Regions from separate parts of the Sus scrofa genome. Here region 2 is linked to region 1. The links are chromatin contacts, called in public promoter capture Hi-C maps. All regions are on one chromosome and are shown on one strand. The core of a region is the stretch at or near the end of the contact, and the rest is flanking DNA. Distances in the headings are between cores, read along the strand shown. Region 1 holds the start of STOX1 (storkhead-box protein 1). Region 2 overlaps STOX1 (storkhead-box protein 1).

Region 1 (6,469 bases), core at 1,727-4,226:
TACAGAAAGTTTCGTCTCAATCTTTTTTTGTGTGTTCGTATGTCTTTTTAGGGCTGCACCTGCGGCATATGGAAGTTCCCGGGCTAGGAGTTGAATCAGAGGTGCAGCCACTGGCCTATGCCACAGCCACAGCAAAATGCTGGATCCTTAACACACTGAGCGAGGCCAGGGATCAAACCTGCATCCTCATGGATAGTGGTCAGGTTCTTAACCTGCTAAGCCACAACGGGAACTACTATCTCGATGTTTTTAATGACTTCACAGCATGCTGTTTGGATTTGTACATAGCGTTAGAATTACTTTGTCCTTTCCCAGGCAAAGAGTCCACTGAAAATAAATAATTAAAAAAAAAAATCCTGGAAATTGCCACGAGGTACAGCTGGTTAAGGGTGTGGTGTTGCCTCAGCGGCAGCACAGGCTGCTACTGAAGAATGGGTTTGGTCCCTGGCCTGGGAACTTCCACATGCCATGGGTGTGGGAAAAACAAAACAAAACAAAAATAAAAAACCTCCATCTTGGAGTTCCAGTCGAGGCTCAGTGGTTAGCGAATCCGACTAGGAACCATGAGGTTGCGGTTTCAATCCCTGGCCTCGCTCAGTGGGTTAAGGATCTGGCATTGCCGTGAGCTGTGGTGTAGGTCGCAGATGCAGCTCGGATCCCACGTTGCTATGGCTATGGTGTAGACTGGCAGCTGCAGCTCCAATTAGACCCCTAGCCTGGGAACTTCCGTATGCTGCAGGAGCAGCCCCAGAAAAGGCAAAAAGACAAAAAAAAAAAAAAAAAAAAAAAAAAAGCAAAAAACGAACAAAAAAAAACCCCTCTTTCTTGAGACTGTAGTTTTTAGTTTGACTACTCTGTGCCTCTTTAAGTGGAGAATAAAAAAATAGGAATTCTAAACTGTTTGTGTCTCATTTGCAGAGATCCCAAAGATGGAATGTCCTAGAGAAGTTCATTCTCTAGTTTTCCTGAATAATACAGGCCATTCCAGTTGGAGGCCTACAGTTTTCCATGTAACTTTTAAGATATGTTCTATTTTGTAAGAGTTTGGAAATATTTGGATGGTAGTTGAACCTTTGGGAAAAAAAGTGACTTTTTTTTTTTTTTAAGGGCCGCACCTGTGGCATATGGAGGTTCCCAGGCTAGGGGTCTAATCAGAGCTGTTGCTGCCAGCCTACGCCAGAGCCACAGCAACACCAGACCCGAGCCGCTTCTGCGACCTACACCACAGCTCATGGCAACGCCGGATCCTTAACCCACTGAGTGAGGCCAGGGACTGAACCTACAACCTCATGGTTCCTAGTCGGATTGTTTCCTCTGCACCACAACAGGAACTCCATGACTTGTTGACTATAGTTGAAATTAAAAAAATTCTTTCTCCTTTCTTTTGTGAATTGGACTAGCTTAAATAAAATCAAGGAAATTTTGAACATCTGAACAAAGTTGTCACAGGTTAAGACAGTTCTACCTCATAATTTCAGGCCATGGGTCTACCTGCTAGCATCCTTGCAGGACAAACCCTGCTAGGAAGGGCCTGATGGTGTATTTCCAGTTCAGGTTCTTGGGACAGAGAATTAAGATCAGGATTTTTCATACCTGGCCACAGGTCCTATGATGGCTCTCCCTCCCTCTAGCCAGGTGTGTGGGCTCTCTGTTTTACCATCTATTAACTCTGTCCCCATGAGTATGCTGCCTCAAAAGAGATTTTTTCTTGTGGAAGATGGGCCTCAATAATATTACCCTTTTCAGACAGTTAATTTGAGGATAAAATTAGACCACACATGTAGAACTCTTAATATAGTTCTAGGAGTTCCCTAGTGGCTCACTGGTTAACAATCCGGACTAGTATCTGTGAGGATGCGGGTTTGATCCTTGGCCTTGCTCAATGGGTTAAGGATCCAGCATTGCTGTGAGCTGTGGTGTAGGCCAGCAGCTGTAAGCCCCTATTCAACCCCTGCCCTGAGAATCTCCATATGCTGCAGTTGCAGCCCCAAAAAGACAAAAGAACAAATATATACACACATATATATATAGTTCTAGGTGCAGAGTGAGCTGAGAATAAGTGAGAATTATCATCATGATTATTATGGAAAAGATGCTGCAGTAGCTGCTAGAGATGTGGGGATAAAAATCATAGTTCCTCTGGTTGGGGAATGCAGGAAAGTCATCCTTGATTCTGCAAGGCAAGTGCCATGATGGAGAGAAATCCATCATGATAGGGGGAGCTTGGCTCTCCCTATATAGGCCATACAGAGGGGAACATTTAATTCATTTGGCCTCTCTGCTATATTTATCCGTCTATCCATTCATCCACCCATATCCCAGAATTCAGATGTGAGAGGGTTGTCTCAGGTTTGCATACTTACTTGAATTGAATCTTGTGTCAGACTTATTTGTCATAGAGAACCCTGCTTTGGCATTTGTCTGACTCCATTCCTTACCATCTGTGTAACCAGGAAATACTTAAAAATTTCTTTCATTTTATTTTAGTTGATTTACATGGGAAATACTTCTCAATCTAATCTCACTTCAGTTTCTTCATCTGCAAAATAAAATAAAAATAGAGATACTAATAGTAGCTAACACTGAGCTGTGCAATTAAGCCCCCCCATATGGTGTTCAATAAGTGTGAGCCAAAACCAAAAAAAAAAAAAAAAAAAAAAAAAAAAAAGGAGTTCCTGTCCTGGCGCAGTGGTTAACGAATCCGACTAGGAACCATGAGGTTGTGGGTTCGATCCCTGCCCTTGCTCAGTGGGTTAAGTATCCGGCGTTGCCGTGAGCTGTGGCGTAGGTCACAAATGTGGCTCAGATCCCACGTTGCTGTGGCTCTGGCGTAGGCCAGTGGCTACAGCTCCGATTAGACCCCTAGCCGGGGAACCTCCATATGCCGCGGGAGCGGCCCAAGAAATGGCAAAAAGACAAAACCAAAAAAAAAAAAAAAAAAAATAAGTGTGAGCGATGGTTATTAACAACATCACCTATCATTAACCGTGATAATGATCCACCAGGGGCAGGGTACAGATCTCAAATTATTGCAGTTGTTATTGACGGCTGATTAACTGAGAGATTCGGAATCTGGAATGATTGCCCAGGTCTTGCCAAGCACCTTTGCTCCCTTATTGTGCTGATTGTATTTCCATTCCTCTCCTTTCCCTGTTCTTTCCTGGAGGAGCTCCCACCCATTGCCACGCTCAGGGCTCTAGCCTTTCTGTTCTTCAGCATCTGAATTGCCCCCTCGTTGTTCAGAGGCGTTGGCTAGAGTCTGATTGTGACAGGTCACAAGTTCCTCTCCCTTCACTCCTGGGGATTCCTTTCGGAATATCCAACCCAACCCAGGGCTGAATCGCAGGATTTCACCACGGCGCCTCGTCAGCCAATCCGGGTTGCGCCTTTGGATGACTTTCTGCCCCTTACCACGTTCAATCTATGGGACATCCCAGGAGCGGGATCAGACCCTAGAACCCCAGAAAATTATGGAAAAGGTCCCAACTCATTTTACAAGGCAGTAAACTCAGATTGGAGAGAGGAAGTAATATGTGTAAACTGAACAGAAGCAGACGGAGACTCAAACTTGGGTCTCTTGACTCCCAGCCTCGATCAGAGCGAGTCTGTCCCTCGAGGCCTCTTTTACTGGGGGAGATCCCAAAGCCAATGCGACAGCGGCCATCTCTGTCCTCTCGGCTCTAAGGAACTCTGGCCATGACCCTCGCACCACAGTTGGAGGCAGCTCCGCACGCCTTGGGCTTGGAAAAAACCCGGTGCGGGCCTTTCACGGGGACGAAAAGTTCCGCGCTGCGGAGAGCTGGAGGAGTGGGTACTGCGCGGGCAGAGCTCTGGCTGGGGTGTGGAGAACCACCTGGGAACTCAGCACCTGGAAACCCTACTGGGCGATTCGCGGATGAGAGCAGTGGCCGTCCCCAGGCCGCGCGTCCCGCCCCACCCCCGGCCAGCCGCGCACCTCGACCCCGCCCCCTGGAGCCCGGTTCCCCCGGCAGCAGCCGCCTTACGCAGTAAGCCGATCCCTCCCGCCGGCCGCTGCGGCGCGTAGCAGTGCGCTAGGCTGCGGGCCCCGGCCGCCGAGGCAGCATGGCCGGGCCGGTGCAACTGACGCCGGGTTCGCTGGCCCTGGTGCTTTGCAGGCTGGAGGCGCAAGAGGCTGCGGGGGGCGCGGAGGAGCCGGGCGGCCGCTCAGTATTCCGCGCCTTTCGGCGCGCCAACGCGCGCTGCTTCTGGAACTTGCGGCTGGCGCGCGCCGCCTCGCGGCTGGCCTTCCAGGGCTGGCTGAGGCGCGGGGTGCTGCTGGTGCACGCGCCTCCCGCCAGCCTGCAGGTGCTTCGCGAAGCCTGGTGCCGCCGGGCGCTGCGCCCGCCACGCGGCTTCCGCATCCGGGCGGTGGGTGAGTGCGGGGCCCGGAGGGGAGGGCCCCCCGCGCGAGTTGCGGGGATAGAGCCATGGCCGCGGGGGCGCGTGCAGCCGAGGGGTCCACTTCAGGGAGCGGGATCCGGCTGTGAGGGTGGTGGGGGTGAGGGGTTGGGAGGACAGATTGAAGGGCTACTTCCTAAGACTTTCCCTCCTGTTGGGACACAAACTTCGGGCCCGCAAGGTATGTCTGGGAACTGCCCTGGGCCATCTGCAGGATGTCTCCATTCAGCTCTTTTTTGTTTTGTTTGTTTTTTGTTGTCTTTTTTTTTTTTGGTCTTTTTGCCATTTCTTGGGCCGCTCCCGCGGCATATGGAGGTTCCCAGGCTAGGGGTCCAATCGGAGCTGTAGCTGCCAGCCTACGCCAGAGCCACAGCAACGCGGGATCCGAGCAGCGTCTGCGACCTACGCCACAGCTCACGGCAACGCTGGATGGTTAACCCACTGAGCAAGGGCAGGGATTGAACCCGCAACCTCATGGTTCCTAGTCGGATTCGTTAACCACTGCACAACGACGGGAACCACTGCACAACGACGGGAACTCTTTCTGCCAGTGGAGTGCACAGGTTTCTGTTCGGAAGAACTTTCTACTTGGAAAAGTGATGTCTAAGGAGAGAGGTTTTTGTTTTGTTTTGTTTTTTATTATTTATTTATTTATTTTTTGTCCTTTTGCCTTTTCAGGGCCGCTTCCCACGGCATATGGAGGTTCCCAGGCTAGGGGTCGAATTGGAGCTGTAGCCGCTGGCCTACACCAGGGCCACAGCAACGCGGGATCCGAGCCACGTCTGCAACCTACACCACAGCTCACGGCAACGCCGGATCATTAACCCACTGAGCAAGGGCAGGGACCGAACCCGCAACCTCATGGTTCCTAGTCGGATTCGTTAACCACTGCGCCACGACGGGAACTCCAAAGGAGAGAGGTTTGAGGCCTGTGGAGTCAGGAGACAGGGGCTCTATCTCGGCTCCAGGGGGGCGCTTAGGAAGGGTACACTAGGGGCTGGCCAGAATCTACCCATTGTGAATTGGCTGCTGCCTTTTTTTTTTTTTTTTTTTTTTTTTTTTTTTAATTGTAGACTTGGAGTGGACAACGGGCCGTGGTTTTCATACCGTGCTGTTCTGTGTGGTGTGGTGGTCTTGGTTCAAGGGCGTAGGGGAAGTTTTGGGGTCATTAACTGCTAGGGAAAAAGAAATAACTAAGATTTCCCCTCGTGGCACAGCAGAAACATCCAACTAGGAACCATGAGGTTTCAGGTTCAATCCCTGGCCTCGCTTAGTGGGTTAAGGATCTGGTGTTGCTGTGAGCTGTGGTGTAGGCCTCAGATGCGGCTGGGATCCTGTGTTGCTGTGGCTGTGGTGTAGGCCGGTGGCTACAGCTCCCATTGGACCCCTAGCTTGAGAAACTTCCATGTGCCTCAGATGTGGCCCTAAAAAGCAAAAATAAATAAATCAATAAATAGCAAGTGGCACTCTGGACCGATCTCATCCCATTAGCTAAATAGAATTCCTCCTTTCCAGTCTTTTCAGAGAGCCCGTTTGTTAGGAGACAGACAGAAGGTTTTTGCTTGAGTGAAACAGCGTCTCATTTGAGAAGTTAAACCATTACACCGCTGAGTGGTCTCTGTCACCCACCACTACACTCAGGTGGGCGTCACCTCCCTGGAACAGCCTGGTTGTGTCTGCATTTATGTGGAGTTGTGAGGACCATTTGATGGTGTGCTGTTGACAAGTCACCAGTTGTTCCAGCCCTAAATTTTGACTCCTACCAAAGAACCCTTCTCTGTCTTAGTCCATAAATCCTCCTCCTCGTCTGTTTGAGGAGAGGAGCAGTAAATAGAAAACATTTATTGTAGTCCCCAGGGGTAAGGAGTATGAGGCACTCCATGTTGCGCATCATCTGCTCAGAAACGATGTGTCCACATCCGAGGCCGGTGAGGTCAAACCTTGGCTTCTTCCCTCCATGCGTCCAATTCTGTGTGTTACATCTACCCACCCCCATTTTTCCTTCCCTTAAGAGCAAAAGAAGAGCCCATTTGCAAAGCCACCTACACCT
Region 2 (6,539 bases), core at 3,711-6,210, 42 kb after region 1:
TGGGTTAAATAAGCTAGGTTTTCTGTTGCAGTTCTCAGAGCTTTGAACAAAGTCCCTGTGACAGCAAGCTGCGTTTTCCAAACATTGGGCCTTTGGGACCCTTTTCTTAGCATTTCATGGCATGAATTTTTCACAGAACATTTTCTAGGACGTGCTGGGCTAGTTCAGCTCCACATTTACGGATAAGGACACTGAGACCCAGGGAAGAGAGGTGGTATGTTCAAAGCCACATAGCAGAACTTGGATTCGAATCACGATCAGATCACCTGAGGTCCAGTGTAGTACTCCTTCATAATGTGAAGACCATGTGGATTTAAAGGACAGCTTCTTCATTACAGGGAACTTTTATTTTTCCATTATTCAGACAAAACAGCAGCCTTGGTGCTCAAATCCCACCCCCGTTTTGTACAGTGGTACTTTCTATTCATCATCATGATGCCGAGCAGAGATGAGAGCTGCCAATCACAGTCATTGCCTTGTATATCCTCCAGAATCTTGGGAAGGAGGTTCATCTTAAATCAGCCCCAGGTTTGCCTGGAGGACAAAGAAGGGATGTTTTTCTGCACAGCCACTTTAAGGAGATAGAGAGACTGAAAAAGTCTGCAACCAGTGCTTCTCTCCCATTTTTTCCTAGCCCCCCTTACACCTGCTGTGCTAGGCAGAATGGGCCCCCACAGATGTCCACATCCGAATCCCTGGAACCTGTGAATATGTTACCTGACACGGCAGAAGGGACTTTGCAGATGTAATTAGGTTATGGACTTTAGGGAGATTATCCTGGGTTATATGGGTAGGCCCAATCTCATCACATGAGCCCTTAAAAGCAGAGAACTTTCTCTGGCTGGAAGCAGAAGTGAAGCAACAGAAGGACAAGTCAGAGAGAACTGAAGTGTGAAAAAGATTCCATGCTGTCTTTGAAGATAAAGGGGGCAACATGATAAGAAATGCAGGTGGCTTTATGTTGCTGAGAAGAGGCTCCTGGTTGACAGCCATGGAGGGAAGAGGGACCTCAGTCCTACAACCACAAGGAACTGAATTCTGCCAAAAACCTGAATGAGCATGGAAGCAGATTCTCTCCCAGAGCCTCCAGTCAGACCCCAGGGCATGAGTGCTGGAGCAGAGGAACCAGGAGAGTCCACCAGACTTCTGACCTATGTAGACTGTGAGATAATAAATCGGTGTTGTTTTAAGCCACTAATTTATTTAGACAGATTTAGAAAACACACACACCTGGATAAAGTCATTAACATATCCAGAGTGGAAGAGGCAAAGGGAATAGAGGTTAGAAAAGGGCACCACCGGGCCTGAAGGGCTTTGGGGCTGAGTGTGAATTCATTTTAGTGTTTTGTAAAAAGATCAGCTGGTTTGAGTCATTCACATCCCTCCCTCCATGGGGGCCTCCCTGTATCTATCTCTAAGAGGCAAGGCTGCTAGGAACTCAAAGGGCTCCCTAATAGGGCTGATTATGTGTCTTTTCAAACATATCTTTGTGCTGTGACAGCCACATAGGTCTCCGTCATAAATGGCCCAAGACCTTTGTAACGCAACTGCTGGTCCATACTAGAGGATATAACTCACTTGAAAAAAAAATGGGAGCCTCTAATTTACTAATCCTGACAGGTTGAAGTGCAGTTATTAAAGAAGATAGCAACTAAGGACTCCCGCTGTTGAGGGAAGCCTTTAGTTTTTCAACAGAGGGCACTTCCCAGAAGGGGAGGATTTGTCTGGGAATCCAAAATAAACATCCCCGTGCCTGAGAAGGAATTTCAGCTTCCATGGTAGATAGCCTGACTACCCTTAGATCTACAGCCAGTTTCTGAGTCTTGGTACTCTTTTGTTTCTAAATGCGGAGGAACGTGTTTGCATTCTTTTATTTTACTGACATAAAAGGTTGACCTGGAGAGATGCTTGGTTTTGCCAGCCCGAAACCTCTCTCCTTTTTGTTCCCATTTTGTTTGATTATCTGAACCTATTTAAGGTTATAATACAATAGATCTAATTATGTAAAGTCATGGAAAATTTTGCACAGCATCTAATCTCAGATGAGACACACATTGTTACAGAGTACTTTCACTTTTAAAAGTTCAGGATTCATTTTAATGTTAAAGAAATTTGGAAATTCTGTCCTGGATAAAAGTGCCGTTTAAAATAAGGGAAGCTTCTTGGATTACTTAGAACAAAACATCCTTTTTTATTTAACCTGAGTCTATCTGCAGGCTGTTTTATTCATGCTCCATTGTTATCTCTAATGTACTTAGAAGATACTTTTCCCACAGTGTGATTCAATACAGGCGCCCAAAAAAGATGCTCTCAGATTTCATGTGTCCGGGTAATTAGCTGAGTTTGAGTGGCTCAGTTAAACCATTTGAAGGTCAATAATGCATGAATTTCTGGCAGACCGCCTAGCACAGAGTCTGTAAACACACTTGTACAGGGACTAAACACATGTAGAGTAGAAAAAATTTTGTGTTTTAAATATCAATAGTGTTAAGATTAGTTTTGTCTACAGTTTAATCTTACAGCAAATTCAGGTTTTAATGTGAAACAGATGAGTTCTGATGTGAATGCTTTCCAAATTTCCAAAGAAATATTTCCTCTTTTGTGCATATTTGCTGGCACAGTTTCCTAGGGACCTTACAATCAAATTCAAGCACCCTAGATGAAAATGTCAGTGTTTAGATTCCAGGAGAAGGCCCTCTTTGAATTTGCTTAGGTGCCTTAAAAGCCTAAGATAAATGTAAATATTGCATGGTAGTTTTTTTTTCCCTAAAGGTAAAATTTTTACGGAAAACTTTCACTTTGTTCCTGAAATTTAACTAGAGCATTCAGTTATCAAAACAAACACTCGATTTTAGTACTCTTTTACTTCAAAGCTTTTTTTTCAGTGGACAGAGCAAACACAGGTTCAGGATAGGCAGATTGTATCTTGATTTTGGTTCTCCCTTTCTCACTTGGAGAGTGCAAAGTGTAGGCTTGTAATTTTACTGAAACTCCCAACTGACTGGAATGCAGATTTAGGAATCCTGTGTCCCTGGTTGAAGATTTCTCTAGTACCACAGCTCCTAGAGATCGTTTGCTTGGTCTCTACTGGTTGCCTTCTCTGGGTCTGGTGAAAAGGCAGTCCATATTTGTCTTGAATGTACCTCTTGCTATTTCTACACTGGGGCAGGAGTATTCACGCCTCATGAACTGTCTAGGAAATAGCTCTTTCAGCCATTTTTCTTTGCTGTTAGAAAACAGCCAGGCTAGAAACCTCAGGTTGGAAAAAACCTGAGGCCCGTGGAGGAGGCCTTGGTGTCCTGACGTAAAGAAACCACCTCTTTTTTCCTCAGAGTTTTGATGAGGTCTTTGATTGTGCTGGATTATTGTTGAGCTTTTGTCACCAACTCCAGGAACAAGCCACGCTTCCAGGGGGTTCTGCTCCTGTTGGCCATGGGGCTCTTCTAGACCACAGCTCTTGGGTGCCAGAGCGGAAATTGATTGCCTGAGGTTGTATGATCTTATGTCCATCACACAGGAAGCTGGTTCTAGTCACGGTTTTAGGATCCTGAGCTCAGAGGAGACTGTCCTGGACTTCACTGGATATCATCTGCTTTTGATAGTTAAGAGAACCCTATTTTCATTTGCTGCCTGGGCATCTACATGCTACGTGTGTTTAATTTGCCTTACACTGTTTTATCTTCCCTAGAAAAAGTGGGCTTTTAAAGAATAATTGTTTTAAAACTCATATAACATAACCCCATATCTTGGAAGATATGAGGAAGATATATATATATATATACACACACCCCAACTGAATCTTTCAGGAATACAGCAGGGTAGCAATAAAAATGTCCTTTACAGAAAGGGTGGCATTATATGTAACAGGTTCTACTTTGTTGGTATTTTTTGAGAAACCAGTCTTTCGGTATAAACACTTCTCCCATTTCTGCAGCACCTAAGAGTATAAGACTGTGTGAAAAGAGAGAACGTTGTTGTGAACTGTTTACTCTGGCCCACAGGCTCTTCTAGCCTTCTGATCCCTGCTTTAGTTCAAGGGTCAGAGGTCCACAGCAGGCCTGCACTTAAGGGTGCCTTTCAATCACTCCATACTTGCTGAGGATAAAGCCAAAGGGCTGGCCTTCTCTTCTTGTGAAATCTAGTTACATCTATAAGGGGGATCTTCTCCACTGAAAGTTTAATTTTTTCGTGGAAAACTGTAAGGGTGACTGCATTCCAAAACCCAAGTGCCAAAGTAACTGAAATAAACTGTGGCTGCAGCTGGAAAATGATTCTTGCTTTTATCACAGATGTTCTCATGTCAGGCAGGCTTCGCTCTCCTTTCCTGCATAAAAGAACTCTTGATGATTTATGCACCTGAAGACGTATCTTAGCAACGGCTGTGAAGAAAATGTACTGAGAAACTTTCTCTAGGCTTTGTCTAGAGGGAGCTCCAAAGCAGAGGTTAAATGCGATTTTAACATGTTCTCTAAAAGACAGTTGTCTTTCTAGTTGGTAGTAGATATGTTTACTCTTTTAAAATAAACATCCCCACACTACAGTAAGAATTATGAATAAAAGTTCTAAAAGTGTCTTTGGATTTGGCAGGCAATGTTAGGACTCTAAGAAAAAGTTGGGATTTTTAAAATGTAAGAAAAAATTCTGTTTCTCATACATTTCCGCTTGTTAATAAAAAGTAGTCTTTTCTGTAAAATCTATTTTCTTTAACTTTTATTTGGAAGTAGTTATAGATATACAGGAGATTGTGAAGAAGTGTACAGGAATAGCCCATGCACCCCTTCCCACAGTTCCATAAAAAATTCAATTTTGACTATTCATTTTCCTATGAAAGAGGAAACAAGCTTAAGGATTGAACTGGAAACAGGCATCTTCAGGTCTAGCCTAAAGGCGTAGTGGGGATCCCTCACTGGACCCTAGGACAGCTTTCTGTTTTCATTTGCATAGAAATGGGCAGCCACCGGCAGGGGGCGCAGCAAGAGCATCAGACATGTACTGAGTTTCTAGCCGCGCTCATCTCGAAAAGTCTCTGGCCTTCACTCCCCCAACTCCAATCTCAAAGTTCCAAGTGACTGGGTTTAAGCTAGGGCTGAGATGAGGCTTGAGTATATATAGTGTGGTTGAGCAAATTCTTTTTAGGTTTTGCCCTTATCTTTCTAGGAGAGGAGAACTTTTCCCTCCTTCTTTTTGAATTAAGGGCTTCTAAGTCCACATCAAGTGGGGACAGGCAATCACATACAAGAAAAAAAGTCACTTAGACTGTCTTGGAAGATGAGGAATAGGGTTTGTTTTAAATTAAGCACATGGAGTTATGTTTAAGAAGCATAAACAAGAGTGAAAGGGCAATTTAATACTGTATTTTGTCAGGTTGAGGAGGGAGATGAAAGAGAAGAAAGTAATCTCAGATGCGGAGGGAAAAAAGAAAAGCAAAGGGGAATGAAGATAAGGAGAAAGGCTTATTACTCTTAGCTCAGAGGTAGAGTTTCTAGGAGGATTTTGAATTTTAGGTTAGTGTTCCCCTCTTAACAATAAGTTTCATAGCATCATCTCTTATCACCACTCTTTGAAATGCTAATTGATTAGCCATTCATCCTAGCTTCTCAGAATGCTATAGGTATCTTGGCATCGCCCAGTAAGACAGCACCAAGCAGGCCAAGAGAAGATCCTTCCCTAGGCTGCCAAAGCAGACAGCAGTTCTGCCCTGTGTTGTGACTTTCCAAGGTCAAAGATGCCCCAACTTGCTAAATAGAGACGCTTAAGGAAACAAGGAAACAGGCCAGTGTGATCTTTAATAACAGCTGCTTATCAGTTTCCTGCTGCAGATACAATGAGTACTATGAGCCTCTGACCAGCTTTGGCTGCAACCTTCACATCCAGCCAGTATATTTAAAAGTAGCCAAACTTTAGCATTGCTATCATTAACACCCTAATGGGCTGCCACTCCAAAGAGCAGACCTCAGACCTGCAGCATGGACATCACCTGGGAGTTTGTTAGAAATGCAGAATCATAGGCTCCGTTTCAGATCTTCTGAATCAGAATCTGCACACTGGCACAATCGCCTAGTGATTCTCATATGCACATTAACGTTTTAGAAGCACTGTTGGCCTCCTAGACTCTTATCCTTTTCTATTCCAGATTGCTACTTCATCTGTAATCAGAAATCACACTTAAATCACCTTGAGACCCAAGGCTCCTGCGTAATCTTTGTATGAATTTTTAAATTTCCTAGCGTGCTCTAAGAGTAACTCCTCAAACTCCCTTTCTACCCTTCACCTCCGCATTTCCGTTTTTTTCCTCCTCCCATTCCTATTTTCTTTCCCCCTAACTTTGCGGAGATCACATGACCTTCTTATGCTAATGTTTTTTTCCTTCTATGCCTTGATATATTTCTGGTCTTCTGCCACCCTCTATTGTCTCAAGTCTCAGATAAATTAATATCCTTCTCATTTTTTTTCTTTTCTTTTCTTCTTTTTTTGACAGGCAAGTAGGATGTATTGGTGAGCGTTAAGGAGGGGACAATGCCGCCAAGGATCTCATGAGT

Evidence for each region. Promoter capture Hi-C pulls out the DNA fragments that hold promoters and counts their contacts.
Region 2: a promoter capture Hi-C map of liver shows a contact between it and region 1, with 4 times the contacts expected there. The contact joins the enhancer-like site here to the promoter of STOX1 in region 1. A contact is called at or near these places in 1 of 5 promoter capture datasets (liver) and 5 of 47 Hi-C or Micro-C datasets (embryonic fibroblasts, epiblast stem cells, fetal heart ventricle and 2 more).

Annotation. Positions count from the first base shown.
Region 1 is chr14:71,924,411-71,930,879 of Sscrofa11.1, forward strand. It overlaps STOX1 (storkhead-box protein 1), which reads left to right and starts at 2,977. Exons shown (of 4, transcript XM_001928627.5): 1 at 2,977-4,393. The coding sequence starts at 4,084. LOC106508088 (a long non-coding RNA gene) reads right to left here and starts at 4,092. Exons shown (of 3, transcript XR_001304645.2): 1 at 4,005-4,092; 2 at 2,364-2,539.
Region 2 is chr14:71,964,006-71,970,544 of Sscrofa11.1, forward strand. All of the region lies in intron 1 of STOX1 (storkhead-box protein 1), which reads left to right. Among named protein-coding and RNA genes, the nearest start is that of DDX50, 22 kb to the right of the region's middle. Within about 2 kb of position 4,961, at least 15 of the 83 cell types and tissues checked have an H3K27ac peak or open chromatin away from gene starts, as enhancers often do. A contact at or near this core is called in liver, where this site is marked.